Regions from separate parts of the Callithrix jacchus genome. Here region 2 is linked to region 1. Evidence: chromatin contacts called from public Hi-C data. All regions are on one chromosome and are shown on one strand. The core of a region is the stretch at or near the end of the contact, and the rest is flanking DNA. Distances in the headings are between cores, read along the strand shown. Region 1 overlaps LIPA (lipase A, lysosomal acid type). Region 2 holds the start of LOC100406756 (antiviral innate immune response effector IFIT1).

The links. Hi-C and Micro-C count contacts between places; a contact is called where the count stands out from the background.
Region 2: a Hi-C map of skeletal muscle shows a contact between it and region 1, with 7 times the contacts expected there. The contact joins the promoter of LOC100406756 here to the enhancer-like site in region 1. A contact is called at or near these places in 2 of 3 Hi-C or Micro-C datasets (both in skeletal muscle).

What each region holds. Positions count from the first base shown.
Region 1 is chr12:81,820,621-81,824,117 of calJac240_pri, forward strand. All of the region lies in intron 8 of LIPA (lipase A, lysosomal acid type), which reads right to left. Among named protein-coding and RNA genes, the nearest start is that of CH25H, 17 kb to the left of the region's middle. Within about 2 kb of position 1,286, at least 4 of the 16 cell types and tissues checked have an H3K27ac peak or open chromatin away from gene starts, as enhancers often do. A contact at or near this core is called in skeletal muscle, where this site is marked.
Region 2 is chr12:81,970,261-81,973,464 of calJac240_pri, forward strand. LOC100406756 (antiviral innate immune response effector IFIT1) reads left to right here and starts at 1,515. Exons shown (of 2, transcript XM_002756386.7): 1 at 1,515-1,608. The coding sequence starts at 1,604.

The DNA of each region.
Region 1 (3,497 bases), core at 36-2,535:
CAAATGAATTGAAAATGATAAGTTTTGGCCACAAGGTGGCGCTTGGTGAAAAGAAATGTCCACACATTCTTTGTCAAAACTGCGTTTGATTTATGTGAAGTCTTTTCTGACCAACTGCATTCAATTCTACTGTTTGATGTAATAAAAGACAGAGTAAGATGATATGCTACAGGAGAAATGTTTGGCATCTGCTTTTGCCATTGCAAATGACAGGTATTAAATACCTGTGGCATATTTAACAAGCAATACAAAATTTGGATTCACAGCACCTGTTAATGCATCTGTTCCCCATCTTTGTCAGTGAAAATATATTGTTGCAAACTATTCTGCCACTGAACACAGACAGCAGTTCATCACTTTGTGACGTATCCTTCAGCATTCATATAAAGCACCAGCATGAGCTTAGAAAACAAAGGTGAAACTTGCCTATAGCTCAGACTGAACTTCTAAATTTGCCTTTGTGCTCGGACTCAGGATTTCAAGTTATCCACTTGAAAGGGTATTTCAAAAGAACAGTGTTAAGATGGCTTATAGTAACAAAAATCTGGAAATAAGCTAAAGCCCAATAATAGATATTTGGGCTATCTATATCTAGAAATATGTTATATCAGTATACACAAGGGGTATGCTGCTGTTATAAATATAAGTATGATAAAATAGTAACAGAAAATGGCTTACAAATGATCTCATAAATAATATTAAATGGAAAAAGAAAATGAAACAATGTGCATCAAGGTTATATTTCTGTGATAATCATATCACAGAGAGTATGTAGATAATGATCAGGAGGAATCGCCTATAGTATTAGGGTAAATAGTTTTAAAGTGACATTTTAAAAATTATATTTAGATCTTGAATGGTAATAAAAATGTAAACAGGTTCAACTTTTCTAGAGTACAATATGTATCATAAGTCTTAAAGCTTTATCTATCCTCTCACTACTAAGTCTTAGGGTGAATGTATCACCCTAAGAAAATACTCTCACATATAAGGACAGATTATACATGACTGAAAAACAACTATCATTGCAAAAAACAAAATGATAAAATTCAAGCAACAGAAAGCTGCCCTTTATGGCAAATCCCGGATTTTAATTATGGCAGAGACCGTACCCCATGCCCATTCCTGCCTCTTGCTTTCAGTAACAGAATCCCTAAAGCTTTCCCTAAGCACACGGCTGCCAGGATAGAAACCACATCCTCATCCTCCTGCAAGCAGGCAGGCTATGGCCATACTGCTCACTTCTGAGTTATCTCCTTCACACAAAGCCACTTGCCCTGAGCTACCTCTCTCCTGCCTTCCTGTGGATTGGAAGAGACACGGAGGTGACCCAGCTGCAGCCAGGCAGAAGAGGACAGCACTCTGAGGATGGCAGAGCTGTAGTATGGAGGGAACTGTGTCCCTACATGACCTCACAGAAAGCAGCCACAATCCCCTCTATCATCAATCTGGGGCTCTGCTCTCTTAACTTTATTATAAGAAAGAAACTCTTTATTTAGCAGCTGTATTTTGGGGTTTCTAATACAGCAGCTTAGCTTGTATCTAACAAACATAATGGCATTTCATTAAATGAAAAATTACTTAAAAGCAGATGTAGTATGATCTGACTTTTGTAATGGAAATGATTATATTATAAAATTATAAGATTATACCAAAATATTAAGTGACTATTGCTGGGTGCTAGACAGTCATTTTTCTTTCACTCCCATATTTTCTAAAATTTCATAAAACATATTACATGTATAACAAAAATTATCCTGAATATCCTTTTTACGGTGTTCTTTAGAAGTCTACCAAAAGTATACAATTTTTTTCCTTCAAAAAAAAAAAAAAGAGCAGGTCAAAATCATCTAGGGTACTTATTCAAACATAGATCCCAGGATCACGGCCCTAGGAATTCAGAGTCTCCACAGGGCTCAGGCCCAAGAATCTGTATTTTTAATAGCACCCTAGGTAGTTCAGAACACTGGAAAGATATGTTGGGGTGGCTTTCTTCAAACAGGCGTGAGTACCTGGGCTCTGAGCAGGGCCAGTAAGAAAGTGAGCAATAATATCAAGTCGACTCTGGGGAGCTTCAAAATTCATCAGGTTTACAAGGGGAATGGAAAGATAAGCACACTAAATTTAAAAGCCCACTAAAGAATGAGGTATGGCATTTATTAACAAGTTAAAACACATTATTTAAACAAAAAGTCAACTTCTGAATGTACTGTAAATAAAATGGTCTTTAAGGTCAACCCCAAACTCATACCATCAGAGCCCTCAAATGCCACACCTGAATTCTAGCCTCAGCTGCCCGGCATCCAGACCTGCCCGCCTTCCACAGAAGCCTTTTCCTGGGCTTGGAGCCTGCAGCCTGTACCAGTGGCAGCCCCTGGCCAATAGCCCAGAGGAGGGAGAGCCAAAGGGAAGATCATACAAAATGCTGCACAGAGCAACCATTTTATTGACAAAAGATGGTACGGTGGTCAGAAGAGCAAAGGGCCAGGCTGCCTTCTACAGCAAATATGGGCTTTGCAAATATTCTAGAGATATACTCCAGTGTAGTTATAATCTAAATTCACCAGGTCACAAGTGGGGCAGAGAGCAGTGCTCTGGCCCTCACCCTGCAGCCTTTGACCCTGGCTAGCTTCTGGGTAAGAAAGCTGGAACAAGAGCAGTAGCCTAGATGACAGCCAATCCAATGGCTCTACTGCAAACCCCATGCCAAAAGGGGGCCCAAGACACAGGGGTGAAGCAATGCAGGTCTGTAATATAAACTGGAGTTGTCCTAGGGCAGCCTTTGTTTCAACATTCCCAAGGGCCTCTGAAGTCCCAGGTCTGGTGGCCATTTGTACTTTGCTGAGGCCTGGGGTATACTGTGCATGGGCTGCTGGCGGTCACTAAGCTGGTAGGAAAGGTCAGCACCTGCCTCCAGCCTGCTCAGTCACCCTCCATCATCTCTGAGGGTGCCATAACTGCCAAGGTGAGAGACATTGGGCCTTTTGGGAAAATGTGCATTAGGTAAGAGGTTCCAGGCATCCTCAAAAATGCAGGGAAATTCCCGTGACAGGGTATATGAAGAAACCGAGTGACTATCAGCATAAATATGACCAAGGAAACAAGCAGAGACCTGAACCAGGAACCAAAGTCCTCAATATTTATGAATTTGAGAACTTTTGAAGGTTTTGGGTGTTCCGTAAGTGGTGTGTGCTGTCTAGCATGTCATGAACTATTTGCATTCCAGATGCCCCTTTTCTAGGCCACAGCAAACTCTGCCCCTGAGGAACAGACATTTAACTCTCAGCCTTCTAGTTCCTATAAAGGGCCAGGCACCTGAGGCCAGGCTCTTCCTAGTTCCTTAGAGATGAGCCCCAGGGAGAGGAGAACTATAGCACGGTTGGAGTTCCTGGGGCAACTGAAGAAGGAGATGAAAGTATCAGGATGTCCCGATCAGTGACTCCCAAACCTGGTGGGGCAGAACAATCTACCAGGCAGATTTTTTAAAAATACAAATC
Region 2 (3,204 bases), core at 265-2,764, 150 kb after region 1:
GTTGGCCAGAATGGTCTCAATCTCCTGATCCACCTGCCTCAGCCTCCCAAAGTGCTGGAATTACAGGCCCTTTGCCCTCACTAGTAGAAGGCAGCTGCGCCAATCAACAAGGCAGAGGGCGCACTGAGTTGATACACTACTCTCTGTGGACAGCAGAGAGAAGAGAGCACATGCCCTCTGGGGCCTTGGTGTCACAGGCACCCCACCTGGACACTGCCACAGAAAGTTCACTGCTGCCAGATTGGCTGGTTCCTGCACTTATTCTTGCTAAAGCCGCAGGTTCCTGCACTTGATAACTTCAGTTCCTGCAGTCATTCACTCACCTGCTCCTTCCTGCAAGGCATTGAGCAGGATGGGCGGAGTAAACAAGGCACTCCTGCCATGAGTCCTGTGAAGGAGTCAAGAAAATATCCTACATTGTTAGTAAGACACACAACTGCTCAGAGTGAAAACGCCTTTGCAAAAATCGTATCAGTGAGAAAAATTATAAAAGTAAGCTGAACTAGCCCACCCCCACCATCTCAGTTTTTTTCCCAATTATTTCTGGGGTTTTGGGCTGAGTCAACTTTGAAAGACATTCAAGCTATAGTTTAATGATAATAGGCCTTACCAAAACTTAACCACTTTTGTAAAATTAGTGAAAGTCTGTCTAGCTGAGGGAGGAGAGGAGTCTGAATTTGCTAAGGCATAGATATAGATCACCAAACATTCCTGAAAATAACATCACTATTGTAGATTGGCCTTTTGAGATATCTTTTTAGGGTTTGTTTGCACGTCTGACACCCATGGCTTCGCCAGACCCCACCAACCCCACTGCTGTGACCCCACCCAGAAGCTATTCAGTGTGCTGGGGACAGCTTCCACCCTCTATAATTTCATCTCCACCCTAACCAATCAACAGCAAAACTACCCGCCCCCACCCTCAACCCCCGAGCTTTGGAGGAGATGATTTAAGTACTAACAGCTTCTCCTACGGTAGCATGGCCAGCCTCATGTCTATTGAACTTTTTTTTATGCAATGGGCAGGAAGAATCCCTTCGACAAGTACAAGAGAATGGCAGTAAATTTAGGCTAAGACTCCTGTTCAGAGACTTACAGAATTTCATGTCATGAAATGAACAATCTCTGGTGCCAGATGAGCAAAATGCAGCTGGGGTGGCATTACTTCTGAAAGTTCACATGGCCAATTTTCATAGGTCTGGCTCTAGGTTCAGTGGACTCTGCACTAACATCGCCTAGCTTCCAGTTTTCTGCAAGATCTGGAGAGAGAAATTAGCACATCAGTAAAACAGATTGCACCAGCCTCTTTCAGTTATTTTATCAACAGAGAACAAAGAAATCAATCACTGTTCTAATTTCATTTCCACGCCCCCAGCAGGAATTCACTAGCTTTAGTTTCACTTTCTACTTTCGGTTTCCCTCAAGGTTTCCAGTTTGCAAGGACACACCCACAGCTTACACCATTTGTTGCTGTTTAGCTCCCTTATATAACCCTGTCTTGGGGTTTAAACTTCACTGAAAATCCACAAGACAGAATAGCCGGATCTCAGAGGAACCTGGCTAATCAAAACACTGCAGAACAGCTGCCTAATTCACAGCAATCATGAGGTAAGGATTTCTTTGCTTCTCTGCCATAATGTCTAAAGTTTTTGAAAAAATGGTAATTAAATGCAATTTTAACAGGTTTGATCTCAGTGAGGTCAGGTGTTCTAATTTCTCGATTTGAGTATCTGCTTATGGACTGAATGTGTGCATGCATGTGTGTGCACATTCACACATACATACATTATTGAATTAATGGATTTTTATTTTTGTTAGCATGAACTTGAGGAAGCTTACCTCATGCTATAGCCCAATGAAGGGGAGGGAAATGGGAAAAGTTTTGCAGGAAGGGAGAAAAATGATCCCAATCTCAGAGTGAGACACCATCTCAAAAAGAAAAAAAAAAATACTAATTTGTAAATTTCCCCCTCAGCGCTCCAGTGGGCAAAATTCTGAAGGGGTAAAATTCCAGAAAATGCACATTACAGGCCTATGATCAACCTTCCTTTGTAAACAGATGGAGTTGGTACTGATAATTTAAATAATAACAATGATCAATGTTATGGTAGTTATCACTTCCTGAATGCTTATTAAGTGCTAGCCTGGCTTCTAAAAGTATTATGTAAATTATTGCATTTAATTTTCAAAAGATACTTATGAGTCTTGCATCGTGTAACAATGGGGATAGACTCTGAGAAATGTAGTTGTTAGGCAATTTCATCATTTTGCAAACATCAAACCTAGATGGTATAGCGTTTACTACACATCGAGGCTACAAACCTGAGCAGCATGTTTGTTTGCTTATCTAAACATATTTAAATGTAGAAATGGTACAGTACAAATATGGTATTAAAATCTCATAGGACCACCGCCAACTATGTGGTCCTTCATGGACTAAAATATAATTATGCAATGCATGGCTGTATGATCCTGATTTTGCAATAAGGAATCTTAAATTTAGAAATGTTAAGATCACACAGACAATAAGTGGTAGCTTTGAGATATGGACCAGGATCTCTACATTCAATGATATTTCATTAAACCTTTAAATCAATGTTTCCCAAAAGGTGCCAGTGGGGGCTCATGAGATTATTTCAGATGGCAAACTAATTTGCTTTTATGTTTTCCTGCTTTTATGTTTATGTCAACATGTACTACAGAAAAAAATATGTGTGTGTGTATATATATATAATTTGTAGAATTTTATTCAGGTTAGCAATGTGTTTTTTTATTATGATAAAATACATGTAAAATAAAATTTACCATTTTAATGAATTTAAAGTATACAATTTAGTAGTATTTAGAATATTCATGATACTACTATGCAATCATCATCACTATCTAGTTCAAGAATATTTTTCTCACTATGTGGAGAAACTTTATACCCATTAAGTAGTTTCTCTCTACTCACCCCTTTCCTCAGGCCCCAACAACTGTTAATCTGCTTTCTGTCTCTATGAATTTGCCTATTGTGGATATTTCATATAAATGGAAACACATACTATGTGGCTATATTGGATTCTTATCTTTTTATACTTCCTAAGCATCCATTTTTTAATATTAAGTCAAACTTTCTCATACCAGAAGCAGGGTTCAGTCACCCTTGACACAGTTTCTCATTCTCCACCTTTCTCCAGTTCCTCAATGTGAGTGATCCAGATA